3 separate regions of the Danio rerio genome follow, and all the other regions are linked to region 1. Evidence: chromatin contacts called from public HiChIP or PLAC-seq data. All regions are on one chromosome and are shown on one strand. Each heading gives the region's core, a stretch centred on a gene start, on an enhancer-like site or on the middle of the called end of the contact. The rest is flanking DNA. Distances are from core to core; before and after follow the strand shown.

Region 1 (4,224 bases), core at 213-2,712:
TGATACTTTATGTAAACTGTCTTGATAGGGTTGTTACCTGACGTGAAAGTTTGCTCAAGTAAGGGAGTGCATTGTCGATTTTTCTCCACATGGGAGAGCCATCTCATATCCCATCACAGCTAAAGACGTACTCCTTCAAACGTCTCTCTTACCGGGACGGAATTTACACAACGTACCATGGCAAAGGACTGAGTCATGAATATTAATACAACGTGCTGACGTTCACAAAGCGTCCAGGCATAGCCTAATCAATATTCAACTGTTTCAGCGAATCTTATAGCCCTACTGGACGAACGTCGCGTTGCGTCATAAATATTCATGAAGTAAACCGTCACCATAGTAGGACTCGCTAACGGGACATGGGATCAGCTCAAATCCTTCGCACTTGTCCGACTCTGCCTCCGCCCAGCGCTCTTCATCGACGCAGAACACGGATGACAACAAAATATTGATTAGCTTCAAACTTAAACACGTTTAAGCTTTTAGATACTCTCAATTACAACGGGGAAATGTTTCGAATGAGGGAACCGTTTGAAAGCGAGAAGCTCCAGCTGCAAGAGCTCAACCAAAGACTCAGCCACTACCTAATGCGCTCGAAACAGTTGGAACAAGAAAACACCTGTCTGATTAACGAAATAAGCTCAATCAGGCAGAACAGGTCTGGAGAATGGGAAAGCAAGCACATGTCCGAGCTGCGAGAAATGAGGAGACTGGTGGAGCGTTTATCTTTCGAGAAATGCAAAGCGGAGATGGAGCGACAGAAGCTGCGCAATGAACTTCAGGCGCTGCAGGCGATGCGTTCAGATGAAGCCTCGGTCAGCAAAAGCATCGGGACTGAGCTTAAAGGCTGCGAGAGGCAACTTCAGAACGCTATTCAGGGCAACGGTGCTTTGGAGAGTCGTCTCTTTGAGCTGGAAACGGAATACAAGTTTTTGGAAGATGCCCACAGAAAGGAAGTGGCCCACCTGAGGGACCAGGTGCGCTCCAGAACTGTGCGAGTCGTGACTCAAACGCGTCCCGCTCCTCCAGCGGTTACTATGGAGGAGGTGCAGGAGTACGCAAACAACTTCACCGAAAACTGGCAGGGCACCTTGGAGATGTACCGCCTGCAGGTGGAGGAAATCGAAGAGTCGATAAAAGCAGACCACGCGAGGCTGGAGGAGATTCAGAGGGAAAAGAAGGAACACGCTTCGCAGTTCAAGAGGCTGCGTGACGAGATTGAGAAACAAACACAAGTGCAGATGAATCTCGAGGAGCAGCTCGTGAACATGCAAGATCAGTTCAGAGCTGAAATCACTCAGTATCAGGTGGGTGTCAAAGCCAAAACACAAGCTGCTCTATTAATAAAACATGGGATAGTTTTCCTGATGTGCGTTGGTGAAAACAGGGATTGCGTAAGGATGTTGTGCTCCTCCAGAAAGAGCGCCACACCCACGGCCCGCACTATGGTGACAGCAGCAGCACTGACACATCTCTGCCGATACACATTGGTGTCCCATGACGTTTTAAAGTATTTGTTGCACAGTTCCCATGGTTATGTAAATCTATAACCTTTTCGATCGTTTCATCCAAATTACCTAGAAACACATGGCATATTTTAAGCAATGACATATTTTAAATCACGCATTAAATCTGCATCCTCTTTCCATATAATACATAAACTGCTATTTTTATTTAGTTTAATAAATTTTATGCTTTTATAAAGTTGATATGCACCTAGCACCATACAGTATGTATGACAAATATGTGAAACACTTGTGTGTAAATGTGTAATTTTTTTTATTTTAATTGCAATAAAAGCTAATTAAATAATATTTTAGAATTAACATATACTGGATAAATATAACATTTTTACTTAAATGTACAAAAATATTACATTTCTGAAGACGAAGTGCCACTAATTTACTGTAAGCAAATCTTAATTTCTGTTCAAATATATTATGTAGTCATTCTAGGGCCATAAATACCTACAAAATAAAAGAACATTTTGCAAACAAAAAATAACGTATTGAGCAAAAATTAAATAAATAAATGCAAATCTCCAAAAATCGCAATGGGAAACTTAAGTTTTGAGAAATGAAAATAAAATTTGCTAACAAAAAAAATCAAGCAGAGCAAAAATAAATGGCAACACAAAACTATATATATATATATATATATATATATATATATATATATATATATATATATATATATATATATATATATATATATATAAACTATATATATATATATATATATATATATATATATATATATATATATATATATATATATATAGTATGTATTTGCAAGACATTTTTTATAGCATTGCCTTTACAAAACCGTAACTTTGGCGTTTACGGTAGGCCCGGACCTGCCTCCATTTAAGCGACCTGCCTCCATTTAATCGACGTCATCACCTGGAGACACAGTGTCACCAAGGTGGTCTTATAGCCCAGTTGGTCTGGGCCTGCCGTAAACGCCCAAGTTTCCTTAACTCCACCCTCTTGTCAAATCAGGGCCCCAAAGTGAAGTTTTTTACTTGAGGTTTTACACTCAGGCAATGACATTAAAGTAAAAGATTACAAAACGCACAAATAACAGATACCAAGCAGTCATCAACTTCATGTAGATAGACATTATCCAAACACCTGTTCTTACAATAGGCCCCTTAGGAGCACAAGTGAGAAGTGCTTTAGCTCTGCCAATATCCCTGTTTATCATCTCTAGCTCAATGTGCTTTAGAAAAATTGAGCATTAATGCTTTATCCCATGATTGCCTCTCTCCACAGAGAATGACAAATAAGCAGTTACTGAAGCAAAGTGCAAGCATCACTAAAGTGTTGTGTCACTGTGGGCTAAATTGAATGGGCTGTTTGGAGGATGTCAGCTTTGACATATTATTGCAACCAGCCTCGTGCCAAAATATTCAGAGTCCAAATCCATAACAGATAAGCAATTACCCAACAGCCTAATGACGCAGGCCTGTAATAAGCATTTACAAAGACATTTATCAGTCTATAGATTAAATGCTGTGTAATACTATTATGCAGGGTGAATGAAGAAGGATTATACATTTACTCCTGGTTTGCCTAGTTTTGTCATTTTTAAAACCAAACTTAAAATAGAGGAAAAACAGCTTTTGTGACAAAAGAAAATGCAGTGTGTTAGTATTAGATTGGGTAGTTAAGATGATAGAATTCCTACTTATTTAAATAAACTACACTTCCAGAGCAATCATGTGAACTCACCCAGCAGGCACATGACATCATAAGACATTAATATTAGGTTAGATTTTGGTCGTGATATCAGGTGACTAAAATGCAATGTCTAGTCAGCATCTAAGGACAACATTAATTTGATCCAGTGATATCAAATGACATTAATATTTGGTTGACTTTAGGTTGTGTTGGAAAGTGACCAAAATCCAACTTCGAGTTAACATCTTAAACCAACGTCATATATTGACATTAAATACTGACATTCATTCATCAGGTGTGGAAACCAAAATCCAACGTCTGATAGACGTCATAATGGTAACGTCCACACAAAGTCAATCTGTAACATCATTAGACGTTGGTTGATTTTAGCTTGGACATTGAACATTGACTTCAGCCGCACAATGGGTTGACAATGACGTCAACCAGATTCTCAGTTCTAAACAAAATGCAAAGTCCCTACGTCATTGGGGTGCAAGGTCAATCTGACGGCATGTTGATGTTCTATGCCTGCTGGGCAGCCTTAAGATGGGCATACACTGAGTGAATTTTGAGCCAAATTTTGATTCGTGCTTCTCCTTTTTTGGCTGTCATTGTGCGTAGTTTGTCACGCTGGGTTTAGTCAGTGTACAGGGGGAACAGAGAGGCGATTAACCTCTCCCAACCAGCAAAAAGAAGGTCGGATGAACTTCTGACATGCCAGAAATTTTCCTAGGCCCGGACCCTCAGGAAGGAAACGCATGTTTGAATCAAGAGCTATGAACCAAAAGGTGGAACTCAAGAGTCCTCACCGTACCTACTCAAAAACGACAAAACACAAGCTTCTGGGTTCAGGGGGAGTAATAGTAAAGGATATATTCTGGAATTCACAGGAACAATTAAAAGTGTATGATAAAAGTGTACTATCTTCTTGTCATGCAGGCTATTATTGAGGAACTAGAGTATGAGCGCAGAATGCTGTCCAGCAACATCTCAGATAAGCTGAAGGACCATCAAGATCTATTACAGGTCAAGATGGGTCTCG
Region 2 (4,209 bases), core at 1,667-4,166, 180 kb before region 1:
ACTAGTTGTATCATCATGGCAACTATAGGATTACCACCACAGATTAATTAAAGTAGACTAAAGTAAACACTAAAGTATTTACTATAAATAGGATTTTTTTCACGTGCGATAAATTGATTTAGAAAACTGTTTTTAGTAAGAAAATGTAAACCATCCACATTTCATCTTTTGTGTATGTAGATCCTTAATACATAGATTAATACTGATTTGAAAATGTAAAATTTACTCAGACCATTTAAATATTAGGCAGCTCAGCGCTAAGTTAAAATGTATGATGTATATATTATAAACAACTCTATAACTTGAAATGCTGTGTTTAGGCAGATGAATAAATAATCTTCATATGTCTAAAAGACACACAAGTCCATTTTGATAAAAAAGTAAGCATCTCGAAAAATGAATGCTAAGCAGAAATGACACCGCATCATGACCCAATGAATGGATTGTTATTGTAAAGCCGCTCCGTCTCTATGAATGAAATTCTACATCGGGTTTTTCTTTTAGCTGACAAGACTCTATATGTCATTGGCAAAATATGTGCACTTCTAAAATGTGGAACTGGGTAAAATTTTAAATATGACGAATTGATTATAAATTATTATCGCTGTGAAGTCTGTAAAGATGAAGGGTATAAAAAGTCATGCATTAATTTTAAAACCACACATAAATAAAATCCCTTAAACAGCTCCATGTTCCAGATCCGACATGCAATTTACCCTCCAGTATTGAATTTGAATAGGAGTGAGCTTGCTGAAAAAGGTTGCTATAATTAATGACCTCACTATAATTCAGGAGTGTCGTGGTACAAACCCACATTAAAGGGATAGTTCACCTAAAAATGAGCATGTCCTCGCACTCAAAAAGTTCTAAACTTTTTTTTCTTCTTCATGCTATTTTGTGTTCAAGAGAAGAAAGAAACTCAAACAGGTTGGGAATAAGGAGGTTGAGCAAATAATAATTTGCAGGTTAATTAATCCTTTTAAATTTGCTTTACCAAAATGATGTTTGTCTCTCTGTGTATCTTAATGCATTATTTATACTTGTCTCTTCTTAAAATTACTTTCTTGTACGTGTTTTTATTTAATAACGTACGCTCATGCACTGTCAAAAGGGTTATTTATTTTACTTTTAAAAAGTTAACTTTACTTACAAAAACAAATAAAACCATCGTAACCTGGAACTGTTAAGTTGACCTAACTTTTATGTACATAGTAATAATACATAATATAATTATTTATAATAAAATAAAATTATGATAGCCACATACTGTTCACTCTAGTGTTATGGAGCAACAATACTAAAATAAATACATAAAATATAAACATATTCAAATCCCATTTATGTATGTTGTACTTTTAAAAGCAGTTTCATGAAAAAAAAACAGAAAAAATTAAATTTAATATGGCAAAATTCATAAATTCTGAAACTATATGTAATTACATTGTAACTGTACAGTATGTATCAGTTGTACCAGTATAATTACATTGTAATTGAAAGCTGTACATATAATATGCCTCTGTCTATCTATCTATCTATCTATCTATCTATCTATCTATCTATCTATCTATCTATCTATCTATCTATCTATCTATCTATCTATCTATCTATCTTTCTTTTTAATAGTTGTTCATTTGTTTCAAATAATGATGATTACAATAAGCTTGGCCAATTTAGCGGATCTATTTAATTTGTTCATTTATTTATTTATTTATACAAATCAAATCAAGATAAGCATTTCAGGTCACAAGAGAGCAGAGACATGAATTCCATGAAAAGTCTAAGTTGGTTTAGTGCGTTTATTTAAAATAACCCATATTTAGCTATTAAAATGATTAAAATAAGCATAACTGGCCCTGCTGGCACTAGGATTTATGTAGTTTACGTAAAATAGGCCTATTATGTCTGAAATTTTTGTTACAAATATACTTTTTGTTTTAAATACAACAAACAAAACAAAAATCCTGTCAGCTTGACGTTTAAGAGATCAATAGTGATCTTCTGGAGGAACGTTAGCTGTACTGTCCGCTCCGGTTTTCCAGTCCATGTTTTGTGATTCCCTCCAGCCTGGCGTGTTTCTCAGCGAGAGGAGCCGAGTCTTGTTTACAGCGGTGATTCTACACAGCAGAGACCGACAGCAGAGTCGCGGAGGAGTCCGAACGGCACTCCACAATCAAACACCAGCCTCACAAACCATTTATATCAAGCAGTTTTTGCGGTGCGGAAAACCAAAACCCACGCTCCGGGAGCTGCTCACTTTTGCACCTCGACAAAATGATTTTTTCCCCCACCGCAAAACAGACCGACCGTGAGAGCGCGTGAAGACGGCAGGGGAGGGCGAGCAGTTGCTGAAACCATTTTTGTCCTGGCGGATATTTTGGATCGAGCCCTGTCGTGAGGCATTCATTCATACATTAACACGCTATCCGAGTCGCCTGGCTCTTCGGACGTGACCTCAAAATTCCTCCGTCCATCAGTACAGCGTGATTCATCAGACGAGCACAGGCTCGCGCACTGAAGGTGTTTTTGTTGGAGGAGAAGCCGCTCGTTTGGCTGGCCGTGTTGCCTGCCTGCGCGTCCCTCTCGGGCTTTCAAGAAATGGAGGCTGAAGATGCAGATTATCGGTCGAATAAAATTCGTGGCTCAGACCCGATTGCATCATTTCACTTCTGGCAAGAATAACAGCATGTTTTAATTGATCTGGATGTTTCCACTAAAGGAGAATTCTGTCATTATTACCAGAGATATTTTATCTACTCCATCCTCGCCTCCCGTTATCTTTACGGGTAAAGGAACTAACTGCTCATCCAAAGCAGATTTTTCTGCACTTTTTTGCTTGCTTACTAAAAGAAGCCTCGCGTTTTTCTGCAATTTCACCTTTTTATCTGTATTTTTTTGGGAATAACCGATTGTTAGGAATGAGATCTGGAACAGCGAGGGATGTTTGGACCTTATTTTGGGGTCCTGCGCTGTTTCTCTCCACCATCTGCCTGTGGTGTGCCCGTGGAGAAGGTAATTCATGCTTGTTTTATGCTAATAATATAATTATTACACTTCACGTCGTATTTTCCTGTAGGCTTGTGTTATGAAAAGCGCATCCGTCGGCTCGTAGTGTTTGTGGACTCATGTTACGTCAAGCGTGAGTTTACCTGCTTCACATGTCCAGGTACAGGGCCTAGTAACACACGACACAATTTATTAGTGAATAATACCTTACGACAATATTAAATATTCACATTTTTCTAGACTAACACCAAACTTGAGTTATTTTTATCGTAATTGGTGTTTCTAGGCCCATCAGTTAATTGTCGTGACATCGGATGTGTTGTGAGTCTAGTGTGCTTTATGAATTATTCATGAGCTGGATCACGTTAGTATTTAGAGGCTACGTGAGAATTGGCTTATATAAAGCATTTGCCTAAATAATGCGTGTGTTTCATGTCGTATTGAGCTCAGAAAAGGTTAAACGTTATTCGGTCATGTTAAGATTAGCTGAATCCGCTGAGTCTCCGTCGAGCATCACGCAGTGAAGCAGAGGTGACTGTACTGACCATGTGCTTGTTTTACGTTTCTCCGTGTCCTCAGGAGGGTCATTTTTTTGAATCTGTATTTTAAAATTGGATACAATATTCATTTACGTATTTGCCTGCTAAATAGTGTAAATGAAAGTCAAGCTACAGGATATCTTTTTTATAGAAAACATGCAACTCTTTCAAATCAATTAATTTTAATTAATGTTTAAAATTATTTGTTCATGTTGTTGATTTGTAGTGCTATAAACTCGCTTACTTTAACTCCAATGTAAGAAATTACATTTTAATAAATGAAACTTCATTTGAATCATTTAATCTCCTTTTTTTGTTTTACAATATATATATATATATATATATATATATATATATATATATATATATATGGGTCAGTGACAAAACAGGTTTGGCAAGATGGGAAATTTAAAAATCTTTTACAAAGTTGATTTAAAAGCATCCGTCAGATATTTTAAAATGTACAGATTGTATTCATGTTGATTTTATGTAATTAAAAATAACATTTACACCATTTTTTACAGACATTAAGACTGAATGCAACTGAAAATGTCAAATGGTGTAACTGCCAAAAATTGTGAAATATTAAATAATTTACTCCTCCTAGATGATATGCAAGTGTACACACTGAAATAAATACTTCATTTTAAAATACCACAATAACATT
Region 3 (4,472 bases), core at 1,754-4,253, 250 kb before region 1:
ATATGATAATTGGAAATTTTTTATTGATCACATCATATTGATCAGAATCTAGAAGAGACAAACCGTGGTTAATAAAAGCTGCAGGTCCCAGCCAGAGCTGTGCGCAGTTTTTGCGCGTTGAGTACATGACACTGAAATCATTCTCTCCATGTCGAAGCAACATCCGCTCTTCACTGGGAGACAACTCAGCAATACAGCCCACAAGATGTTCGATTTTATCATTCCTTTTCCTGAAATGTGCAAATAAAAAGCATATGATGAAAACCAGCAGCAAATGAAGTTGACAATTTGACATATATATATATATATACATATATATATATATATATATATATATATATATATATATATATATATATATACACATATATATATATACATATATATACATATACATATATATATATATATACATATATATATATATATATATATATATATACACACATATATATATATATATATATATATATATATATATATATATACACACATATATATATATATATATATATATATATATATATATATATATATATATATATATATATATATATATATATATATATATAGTGTTAACTCACCAATCTTTTGTTGCTACAATTTTGGCTCCATTTTGCTCAGAGGAGTAGCGATTGCAAGAAAGGATCTCAAAGCCGCTGTCTGAAGCAAACATGCGAAGGTAAACAAACACCTGTCGAAATATGAAAGAGAAAAAAACTAATATTTATTGCTGATATTGCATTTTATAAATAAACATATAAAACAATATATAAATGAATATTAAAAATTGTAAATGTAAATAATTCTGACATTACATTTAAAATGTAAAACATTTATATTATTTAATGTTATAAGATCTATAATGCATTTATATTTTATTTTGTTCCTAGAAAATACCCATAAATATTTATATATTTAAAATGCTTTACTTTTAAAGTTGTTGCATTGTTACTTTAAATATAGTAAACGAGTAATTTTAATAGTAAATGTTAATACTGATTTTAATTGATTACATTTTTAATTTAACATTTTTTTTGGCTTTTGTTTTTTTAAATTGAATTTAACACAGCAAATGTGTATAAATAATACATTTATTTTAATTAAATATAAAATAATGGTAATATTAATAAAACATTAACATTAAAGTAATTATAGAAATTTTATAAATTATTAATCTTGCATTAAACAAACAAGCCTCCTTAATATGCAGTAATTTAGATGATATTTAAATTTTTGTAAACATATTTAACCCAGGAAAGGTAAAGAAAAATTTTAATTAAAGTTAAATATTCATTAGCTAAAATTTACATGTGCTTTGAAGAGCTTCTCCTGGGACTTGGTCTTGTTGAGAAAATGATGTCTGGTCCAGTCTCCAGATGTCAGAGCCTGAAAAGCTTTCTCCAGGTTGTCATGCTTCTTGAAAAGCTCAATGATCTCCCTCAGCTCCCTCTGCCGGCCTTTGATTGGTCGAAACCTTAAAAATATATGTATTAAAAATAAATAAATAAAAAAACTCTTGTTAACTGTAAAATACCATTTTCAAATTCACCAAGCACAAACCTGGTGTTCATCTTGTGGGTCTGAAAGCCAAGGTATGGATCCAGGATCAGACTGGTGCTCAGATCATCATACTCGCACAACTCCTTGGCAGTCATTCCCGATGAAGGAACATGACGCCTTTCTGCCTCCGGGGGCGCCCCACCACAACCTGTTTGAACATTTGACATGAATAACTAATAGAAAAACTAACTACTGGTAAAATACAATAAATTGTTTTATGAACTTACGTCGACTGCATCTTCTGACACTCGGGGAGCCTTTGTTCTGGCGAAGATGGGATCTCTGTGTGTTTTGCAGCCTGGATTTGCTTACGGGCTGATTACTGGAGAACTTTCTGCCATGTCTCCTGCCATTCAGCACCATGTTCTTGGATTCTCCCATCTACTTCATACCAGCTGGCGGTATGGAGAAGGCGCATTGAGCTTCTGTGTGCTTGTGAGAAACCATTCAACAAGACAGCGACAGGTACAATGGGAATAAGGTCAGATCTGTCGTCTTTAATTGTTTCTTTAGATTTGACTTCACCTGTTCAAAAAAAAAAAAACGTTGTTTAATGTACTTTTGATATGATTATATTGCCAATAATACTTCAACAACTTCAACACAAACAGTACAGGTTCATTTCATTACCAGCATGCCATGAACTATGAATTCACTTCAAATGTTTGAGATGATTACTTTTAAATTATTCTTAGGTGCATAGCGCCACCACGTGGCTACTTTTGGAAATAAGATAAGCTGCCCGGTTTTACCCACAAACGTAGAAATTTCAATCGACATGGTGTTGGAAATGACGTCTCGAATAAACCAACATTTTCTAAAATTGATAGTATGCACAAATATCACTGATTTGTTACATTAATGCACTTCCCCGTAGTGGCTTAAACACTCCCATATTAGCGACGGTGCATTTAAATCCCCACACAAACCACATTAACACGCGGATTTAGGGTTACACATCAAATTATAGCTTTACTTAAACTGTAAGCAACGTTGATGTTTTAAAGTGCGAATCAACGAGTTATGTTGCGTTCCATAAGGCTAACACCCTAAATTAGCAGTAAAAAGCACTTGATATATGCTAACTAGCTTAGCATCGAGCTAACAAAACAATGAGACTTGCCGAACCGGCAGAACATCGATTTCTAAAACAGAGTTCTAGGTAAATGTTCCAGCATCATAATAACTATTATAAGAGCATGTTGGTGCAGGATAAGTATTATTTCTACGCACATTTTTATAGATACTGACATTAACCGAAAATAAAGAAGCATCACACCGGGCCTAATGTGCGGCTAACTGCGATTGCTAGGCGACACCCGGAACAGCCCTGTGCAAGAGTGAAGTCGGATACTGAATCGACGATCTAGCTTAAATACTCACGTTTTTCCTTCTGGCTCAAGCCTTATCCATCATCAAAGTCCAATGCAATTCCAAAAATGTCACATTGCCGGAAAACTGTTCGAAAATATTACATTAAAATTCAAGATGGCGGCCGTTTCCAGATCAACAGAGACGACAGGACAACCGAGCCGCCTCGGAAAGAAATAGACCCAAAATGTTTGAATTATAGGCCGTACTTTGACGCTCAATCCATCTTTTTAACTCCCAAACTGTCCGTATAATACCGTCGCGCAAAGAAAAGGCGGCTGGATGGTGATCGAGCGCTATAAACGCCTCGACAAACTCTAATGTATACAAAGACAGCGTTGTTGTTGTACCCCTTTAAATGTGCACTTGCGGCTCAGTGCGCTTGTGTTTCCGTAGAGCAGCAACAGCATCCCACCGCACCATCGCCTCGCACAAATTCACTCATTTTCTGCTTTAGCTTTAATGTGGTATTATATTATATTATATTATATTATATTATATTATATTATATTATATTATATTATATTATATTATATTATATTATATTATACAAGAGTTATCTTATCTTTTGCTTTGAGTTGTAACGTTACATTATATGTAAACATATATGCATACTAATATTTTTTGAGTTTTATGCAAATACTAACAACTATTTAGTAATTGAATATATATTTAATAAAGTCTATTGTGGCAATAAAGTCTGTTGCTGTAAAATATGTTTTCACATACATTGAACAATGAAAATGATCTTTAGACATTGATTTTTCAACATAATCTTGACCGATTTTAGTATTATTGTCACTAAAGAATGGTAAAGAAAATTTACAAGACAAAATAAACAAACATAAAAACTCAACAAGCAAAACCAAAGCTAAAATACATTTAAGCATACACAGCCATGTCTGAATATATAATACATTAAAGAGTTTGTTCACTTAAATATAAAGAAATGTTGTTAATCTAATCACTCACATACTATACAAGATATCCTTATTTCTTCATTAGAATAGTAAATACGATTTTAAGCTGAAAGTGTGGTCCTTTCTCATTCATAAAATGAAAGTCTAATTAAACTTTGAGAATTTAAGAAAGAAAGAAAGAAAGAAAGAAAGTGACTCATGCAATACGCTGAAGTCTTGTGAAGTGAAGCAGTATTTCTGTGCAAGAAACAAAACATTATTTACAACATTATTACTTTTCATCCATGGTCATGGAAAACAATCCTGGGGGTATTTACAACTATCTGGAGCATGAGCTTGCTGATGCAGACGGATCTATGTGTGGAGACAAACATGTGAGCTGGCAGCTTTAGATTTTTTTATGGTTGCAGCAACCCATGAGTTTGAGATCATCCATCATTATGTGACAAGAAGCAAAATCCAGACTCTAGGATGTTGTAAATACTGTTACAAATAACTTTTTCTTGACTGAGCCTTTCACTTTAGAAAACCTAAAAGTTTTATCGGGAGCAGTTATGCTACCTTTATTGGTTTTTCTGAATCTGTAACTGTTGGGAGCTGTTGATGACATTTATATTA

Evidence for each region. HiChIP or PLAC-seq counts read pairs in DNA pulled down with a chosen protein or histone mark.
Region 2: an H3K4me3 HiChIP or PLAC-seq map of gastrula embryo shows a contact between it and region 1, with 5 times the contacts expected there. The contact joins the promoter of igf1ra here to the promoter of pgpep1l in region 1. A contact is called at or near these places in 4 of 4 datasets of contacts at active chromatin or transcription factors (caudal fin, embryo, gastrula embryo and 1 more).
Region 3: an H3K4me3 HiChIP or PLAC-seq map of gastrula embryo shows a contact between it and region 1, with 5 times the contacts expected there. The contact joins the promoter of kmt5b here to the promoter of pgpep1l in region 1. A contact is called at or near these places in 2 of 4 datasets of contacts at active chromatin or transcription factors (embryo and gastrula embryo).

What each region holds. Positions count from the first base shown.
Region 1 is chr18:22,254,449-22,258,672 of GRCz12tu, reverse strand. pgpep1l (pyroglutamyl-peptidase I like) reads right to left here and starts at 1,462. Exons shown (of 5, transcript XM_073930322.1): 1 at 1-1,462. synm (synemin, intermediate filament protein) reads left to right here and starts at 418. Exons shown (of 4, transcript NM_001044875.2): 1 at 418-1,307; 2 at 4,122-4,224. The coding sequence starts at 510.
Region 2 is chr18:22,434,639-22,438,847 of GRCz12tu, reverse strand. It overlaps igf1ra (insulin-like growth factor 1a receptor), which reads left to right and starts at 2,916. Exons shown (of 21, transcript NM_152968.1): 1 at 2,916-3,009. The coding sequence starts at 2,916.
Region 3 is chr18:22,501,245-22,505,716 of GRCz12tu, reverse strand. kmt5b (lysine methyltransferase 5B) reads right to left here and starts at 3,003. Exons shown (of 10, transcript NM_001007337.2): 1 at 2,947-3,003; 2 at 1,791-2,088; 3 at 1,564-1,711; 4 at 1,312-1,477; 5 at 585-694; 6 at 64-230. The coding sequence starts at 1,944. It also overlaps a transcript of anpeplb not described here.